Linked DNA regions of Macaca mulatta: region 2 is linked to region 1. Evidence: chromatin contacts called from public Hi-C data. All regions are on one chromosome and are shown on one strand. The core of a region is the stretch at or near the end of the contact, and the rest is flanking DNA. Distances in the headings are between cores, read along the strand shown. Region 1 overlaps LOC106993508 (a long non-coding RNA gene). Region 2 has its middle 180 kb from the start of UBASH3B.

Region 1 (3,182 bases), core at 230-2,729:
GGAATCATTGCTCAATATGCTAAGAGAATTCATTTTCCTTGAGTGTTTTTCCTTTCAGGTCACGTTTTACTGCTGGAGTTACTCAGCGAATTAATAGGTATAGAAATGCAAAGCTCTTTTCTTATTACATTCTATCGATCTGATTGCAGTGTCATTAATTGAAAGACTAGGGAAATGTGATGGATAGTTCAGCTCAAGATTCTACATTTGTTTTGGCCCAGATCTGTTGGAAGAAAGCTGCATGAAACTGACTGAAAGAAGCCTTTTGGTCTGACATGAATTATTCTTTCTTTGTCAATCCATGTGAGAGCATTATTCAGTCCTAGTGAGATTTACAATGTGAAATTGTAAACTGTTTCAATCGTTAAAGGAAAATCAAAACTCAGAATGCTTATTTGTAGAGTTAGAAATAATCCATCCTGTAACTCTCTTTTATAGATTACTTACATATGACATTTTAAAAAAAACTAATTCTGACACAAACAAATTCTGACTCAAAAATATGGAAGGTGGGCTGTTTGTTCTTCATTTTAAGTAATTTTGTTTTGCAATATAGTGGTTGTGAAAAATTAGTTTCATTCATTTCCATTCAGTCCATTTGTATTCCAGAAGTGCATGAAACTAGAAATTGGTAGGTGGTTAAAAATTGCTTTTATGGTTATTTTTCTTTTCTGATGGTTTGACCTACTATTCCTTGGATTTCTCTCATAAGTTTAAGTTAACTTGAGAATTTTTTCTGTGTATAAATATGTCCACATACATATTTGATTACTACTTTAATATGAAAAATTTAAAAGAGTCTTTAAAAATTTTTAAATCCTCCACAAGAAGGGACAATTCCCCAGATCAGATAAGAATATACCAGACTATGGTTAATTTGCTTGCAAAGGCTGAGTTGTTCCTTTCTAGTTTATCACATTTTAAAGAGCTGAGCTATTTTTTGTGTGTGTTTATTATTTTAAATATTTGAAGCTTGAAGTGAGTGCGAGGAATATCCAATTCTAAAGCACATTTAAATCTGACATAAAACATTATCCATCTCTTGCTTTTAACAGACATGTTAAAAAGTTTAGTACATGTTATTAATAATAGATATCCTGTCAAATATTTTTATCCTTCGTCTACAGTGTTTGAATTGTCTTTGTCAAGGTGTGATTTCTTTTTCTGGTTATGCTTTTGGGTGATAGAATAAGTCATTTGTGGAAACATAGGAAGTGAACGAATTGCCACGCGGCATGACCTCATACTGGAACACATCTTGAAAATGTATTTAATGCTTTCTGAGCACAGAGACAATGGATTGTGGTTTGGGGTCCTCCTTCCTGACCTTTGGCTTGGTGAGAAATGTGGATTGCTTCCTCTGCTCATCAGCTACTCTCAGAGTGAAAAAGAGGCTGCACCCACGTTAGGAAGCAAATGCTGTTGATGAGTGCACAGGCTGCCTTCCCCATGATATTATGTCTAAAAATACATCCACAGAGAGGCAGGCATATGCTCGCGTCTTGGTGTGAAGGAGCTCTCGCCTGTGTTTCTTGCTATACCCATCTAAATTCTGGAGTGAGGAATTAAATTATTCCAGAAACCCTGCCAGTTTTTGATTTGCCATTGTCTCTGGTTCTTCGTTGCCTTTGAATGGGACCCTTGATCCGAGGCTTTCATAGACCAGCCGGTGCTGATGGGGTCCGGGACTTGACGATGGCGCCTGCTCGTTCCTGTTGTGTTCTATCTGAGGCATGATTTTCTTTCCTTTTTGGGAGGTAGAGAGCACGGGGCAGAGGTTGCACCTGACACATTAGAACTCCGTTGTCACTGCTGTGGCTGTTATTCCCCTCGGCAAGAGCCAAGGAGCAAACAGGACGGTGGGTCACCTCGCCAGCTATTTAGCACCATTTCCTTTCTCTTCCTCAACCTTGTTAGAATTTTCTCTTTCTTAAGTGACAGGGTTTGATGGGGGTTCCTGTGCCCCCCTGTCTACCCTTGCTTTATCTTGATAAGGACTTGCTTTATCCTGATTTCTAACACCTCTCCTCATTATAAAAGCTTGCTAGACTCTCATTCCCGGTCCCTGCAACTCAGTTTTTCTGCTCTATTGTTTGGGTTTTCTCTTTGAGTGTTAGTTCCAAATTTCTCAGCTTGTGTGGTTACCTCACAAGTTAACAGGGGTAAAATTATTGTCTGAGCTATTTTCTTTAGGAAGAAAACAATTTGCTCTTTGGAGTGATAGTCCCAAGAAAAGGAATGAATAGCAGAGGGAAATGAGGTGATACTGTTTTGCAGCTTCTGCTACGGCTTGGCTGTGAATACCTGTGCTCAGGTGAGACTTTCTGTCGTGTTTATGGAGTTAGAGAAAAATGTTAACCTTCATGATATTTTCCATATCTTGCTTGAAAATTATTTCAATTCTAACAAGAAGTGCAGAGGAAAGAAGCATTGCTTTTCATGCACCAGAAAAGAGGGACAAAATCACAGATAGCATCAGATGCAAAGGACATCATTCCATTTGAAATGATTTATATTTAAAAGTGAGTGAGATCAGCTGTTACTTATACCACCCTCTTTCTTCTTGTGTTTTCAAGTTAGCAATATTTTAATGTCCTTGAAAACTGAAAGGCAGAGCATTGTTTTTCAGAAGAGTTGATTTTTTTTGAGGTTTCTGTAAAATAAGATAAAAGAAGTCTTTATTTGTTTCAGGTGGTTAGCCCAGAATCTATTCAATACAAGTTAACACAGACATATCCAATGTAAGCCGGTACTCACAACACGTGCAAGTAAACACACACAGCCCCCAACACAAACCCACTCAACATTAACCAAAATCCAGGCTTGCGTTTAAACCAAAATGATTTCATTTATGGAGGAAAATTAATCTTATTATATGCTTTTCTACAGCTAAATATTTAGCTTTCCTTTTTTAATCACTATTTTCTTAGCTTCTTTTCATAAAAACCACTGAAATGAACAAAGAACTGTACCGTATAGTTAATTTCAGTTCTAGTGGGTGTTGATTAAAATGGAATGTAGATTACATATATGATAAACTCTTTTTTGTCAGCAGGCACTTCCTTTTAGTTCAGCTTAATGCATTTTATTCCCAATAATGCCAAAGAAACATATATGTCTTAGAACGCTCCATACCTAATTATGTGGCTGGATACATTAATAACCCATAGCATTACAGAGAT
Region 2 (3,125 bases), core at 34-2,533, 130 kb before region 1:
GCCGACATCATCAGATTTGCCTTGGGGTTTTTCATCAGGGTGCATGTAACCAATGGAAAAGGATGAATGCCTGAGAAGTCTTATTGGTTACTTGGGGGTGCCACGTCCTCTGACTGGTGTAAGCATCAGCCAATCCTCATCCACTTATTAACAGCACTTCCATTATTAATCAGGCAGCTGCTGACTTCAGCTAAATCAAGGTATCTTGCTCGACCCTGTGGACTACTCTCTATTCCTTCCTCCCTTCATTCTGCACAATAACCACTTCCCTACACCCCAACTATACGAATACCATTTTGTCAAGAACTGAGTCCATTCCCTTCAAACCCTTAGGACGTTGAGCTTTCTGCTGCTAGCAACTACAATAGTTACAGAAATGACTTATTTGTTTAGAAACACATGACTCTAGTAATGAGGAAGCCAGTATAACTTCAGTGAGTATGCCTTTATAATGATGTGAGTTGGGGAATAGGCATGTATGGAGGCCGGTTTCTGTAGCAGGTGCCACACATTGAGATGATAACCATTGTAAAAAGCTATTTTCCAGGACGGGTGGGGTAACAGATGAATCTCACCAAATCTCATTGGCTTTACTATTACAGAACCTGTCACTAATCAGCTTACCTTTAACTGGTTGCCTCAGAAGCCTTCCTGTTTGAAATGCTGTGGGTGTGGAAAGAATGGGGGCTGGTAGATGGAGTTTGACTAGTAAGAAGAGGGAGTGGAGCGGAGCCCATGGCAGCGGAGGCCATAGGGGGAGTTGCCATGTAAGAAACTTCTCGTATCTAGGAGCAAACGATTTATTACCCAAACCTCCCATTCGCTTGATAGATTGCTGTTGGCATCTGCGTTATTGGGAAAAAAAAAAAAAAGACCTTGCTTCTTAGAAAAAAAAATTGGTGAGACAAATACAGGACATTCAAATACAGCAGTGGGAAGGAAAAGAAAAGGGAAAATGCTTGGCAAGAATTCAGAGAGCGCGAGAGCCAATTGTCTTTATTGAAATGGCATTGAATTACAAACTCAAAGGAGGTAGTGGCGTCTCTTTTAGTAGAGAAATAAAAAACCATGCCATCCCTACCCAGTAAACTGTGTAGGGAAAACATTAACAACAACTCTATGCGAGGTAGTTTTGTTTCGTTTTTTTCTTTTCTTATCTCCAAACAAAGAGATCTGTGCTTGCTACCGAAACAGCCTAAATATACTGCCCACTACCCTGGTGGTTAAATCCCCTTCAAGAGGGTGACTGGACCAGGCCAACCCTCTGCCCCCAACCCCCTTCTGTTGGAGGCTCTCAGTCTGATATGTCCCGCCTCCCTGCCCCAGCAGAGCACGTTCCCCAAAGCCCCGCAGATGCAGCACGTTTCCAGAACGTGCACTTTCGCAATGGGCGGCATCTCTCGCTCTCTGATGAACGGTCAAAAATGAGATTCTGGATGAGAACAATTAGAAACTTTAATTACCCTCCAGGCATCTCACAATTATAAGCCACATTCTTATTTTTATAAGGAATTAGCTACAGATTGGATAGTGCTTGTCATGCTTTGAAACATTTCCTGTGTCTTTCTGGCATCACTCTGTTCTTGTTAGAATGCTGGCGCTTCTCACATCCCCACTACCGCGCGCCCCCCTGCTGCCCACCTCTCTCTGTCTCTCTGTATGTGTATGTATATGTATATGTATACGTATATGTGTATGTATATGTATACGTATATGTATATGTATATGTATATATGTATATGTATATTTTTGGGGGGCTTGCCAATTCCCGCACCTTCACATACATTACCCGTCCTTTCATCTCCAAGATGACCTGAAATGACCTTTTGCTTGGCACGAGACGTGATTCAACTGATAATAAAAGAGTTTGGGGGGAGGGTAGGGGCGGTGTCTGTCTGCGCCCGGCTGAGGAAGAGCCAGGAGGGGGGCGGAGAAGGGGGGGACCATATCCATTTAAAGACGAATGCCGCTGCTGCCTTTCGCTGTGCTATTTCCTGTAATTAATTTTCCACATATCACCTATTACACGAAAATAAAAGTTTTTTTTTTTTTTTTTAGGGCATACCACTCTCTTTGTTTAACCGGAGATCCTGGGCTGTTTAGACGCGGCGGCGGTGGGAGCGGAGGAGGGAGAGTGGGGTGGGGGGCAGGCCGGAGGAGGCTGGGTGTCCCCCCGCAGAGAGGCCCGAGCTCTCCGCCGGAATGTGGGGTCGGAACCCCGTAGCTTGCTTTCTTTCTGCCTGGGTGTTTGCTGCTGGGAGCTTCTTTTCAAAGCGACGGCGCCTGCTAAGGTTCCCGCACACAGTTCCCTTCCATTTTCCATCTGCAGCCTTTGAGGGGTGTGGGCTTTTCCCAAAGCCTTTATTTCTTTGTCGTTTTAGGAAACCTCAATTTTTTGCACTGACTCCAGAACTCCAAATGGATGCCGATAGCAAGTCTCATCGATCGTCCCCCTCCCCCTTCTTACATAGGGAGAAAAAAAAAGAACAAACTATTTATTTGGATACTCAGCGAGGTTGTGGGAGTTGCCACAGCAACAGCTCTGAACCTTGCACAGCAAAAGGCTCTTACTGTAGAGTGTCCTGCCTTCCAAAAGATCTCCTCTTTAAAGAAACACTGCTAGCGATACTATATCAGTTTGGTGTGTGTGTACATAGACAGATCATCGACACCATTTGAAGAGACAAAGGCAAGGGTTTACTTGGGTGGTTCATAAGATAATTTTAGTCAAGCTTGACCAGATGAGATGTGAGAAGAGAAAAATGGACTGTGAATTCACGTGGGGACCTGAGATTAGAGAACTTCCTGCCCAGAGTCTTGTGAAATGGTAGAAAGTATTCTAAAGGTGTCCTGTCCCTTCTGGAGGTCATAGCTTGCGTGTGAACTGGTGGGGGTGATTATGCAGGCTTCCTGTCACCCTCTTCTGCCCTTGTGGAAGGGATCTGAGACATGAGATAGATGCTGTGAGCTCAGAGACGTGAGGAACTCAGCTTCCTGGGTTCCAGGAAGAACTTCTTTTCCCTGAAGTGCCTCATAGGCTGGAAGTTCCATGAAAAGCAAGAGGTTGCTCCACAGTCCCAGTTTCATACCTTCTGGCTTTCCTCGGAAACCATGAAGTCATTAAT

The links. A called contact is a pair of places that touch in the nucleus more often than the background predicts.
Region 2: a Hi-C map of fetal cortical plate shows a contact between it and region 1, with 2.0 times the contacts expected there. The contact joins two enhancer-like sites. A contact is called at or near these places in 2 of 14 Hi-C or Micro-C datasets (fetal cortex germinal zone and fetal cortical plate).

What each region holds. Positions count from the first base shown.
Region 1 is chr14:122,962,643-122,965,824 of T2T-MMU8v2.0, reverse strand. All of the region lies in intron 1 of LOC106993508 (a long non-coding RNA gene), which reads left to right. Among named protein-coding and RNA genes, the nearest start is that of BLID, 150 kb to the right of the region's middle. Within about 2 kb of position 1,479, at least 12 of the 40 cell types and tissues checked have an H3K27ac peak or open chromatin away from gene starts, as enhancers often do. A contact at or near this core is called in fetal cortex germinal zone and fetal cortical plate, where this site is marked.
Region 2 is chr14:123,094,764-123,097,888 of T2T-MMU8v2.0, reverse strand. No RefSeq gene overlaps it. Among named protein-coding and RNA genes, the nearest start is that of UBASH3B, 180 kb to the left of the region's middle. Within about 2 kb of position 1,283, at least 13 of the 40 cell types and tissues checked have an H3K27ac peak or open chromatin away from gene starts, as enhancers often do. A contact at or near this core is called in fetal cortex germinal zone and fetal cortical plate, where this site is marked.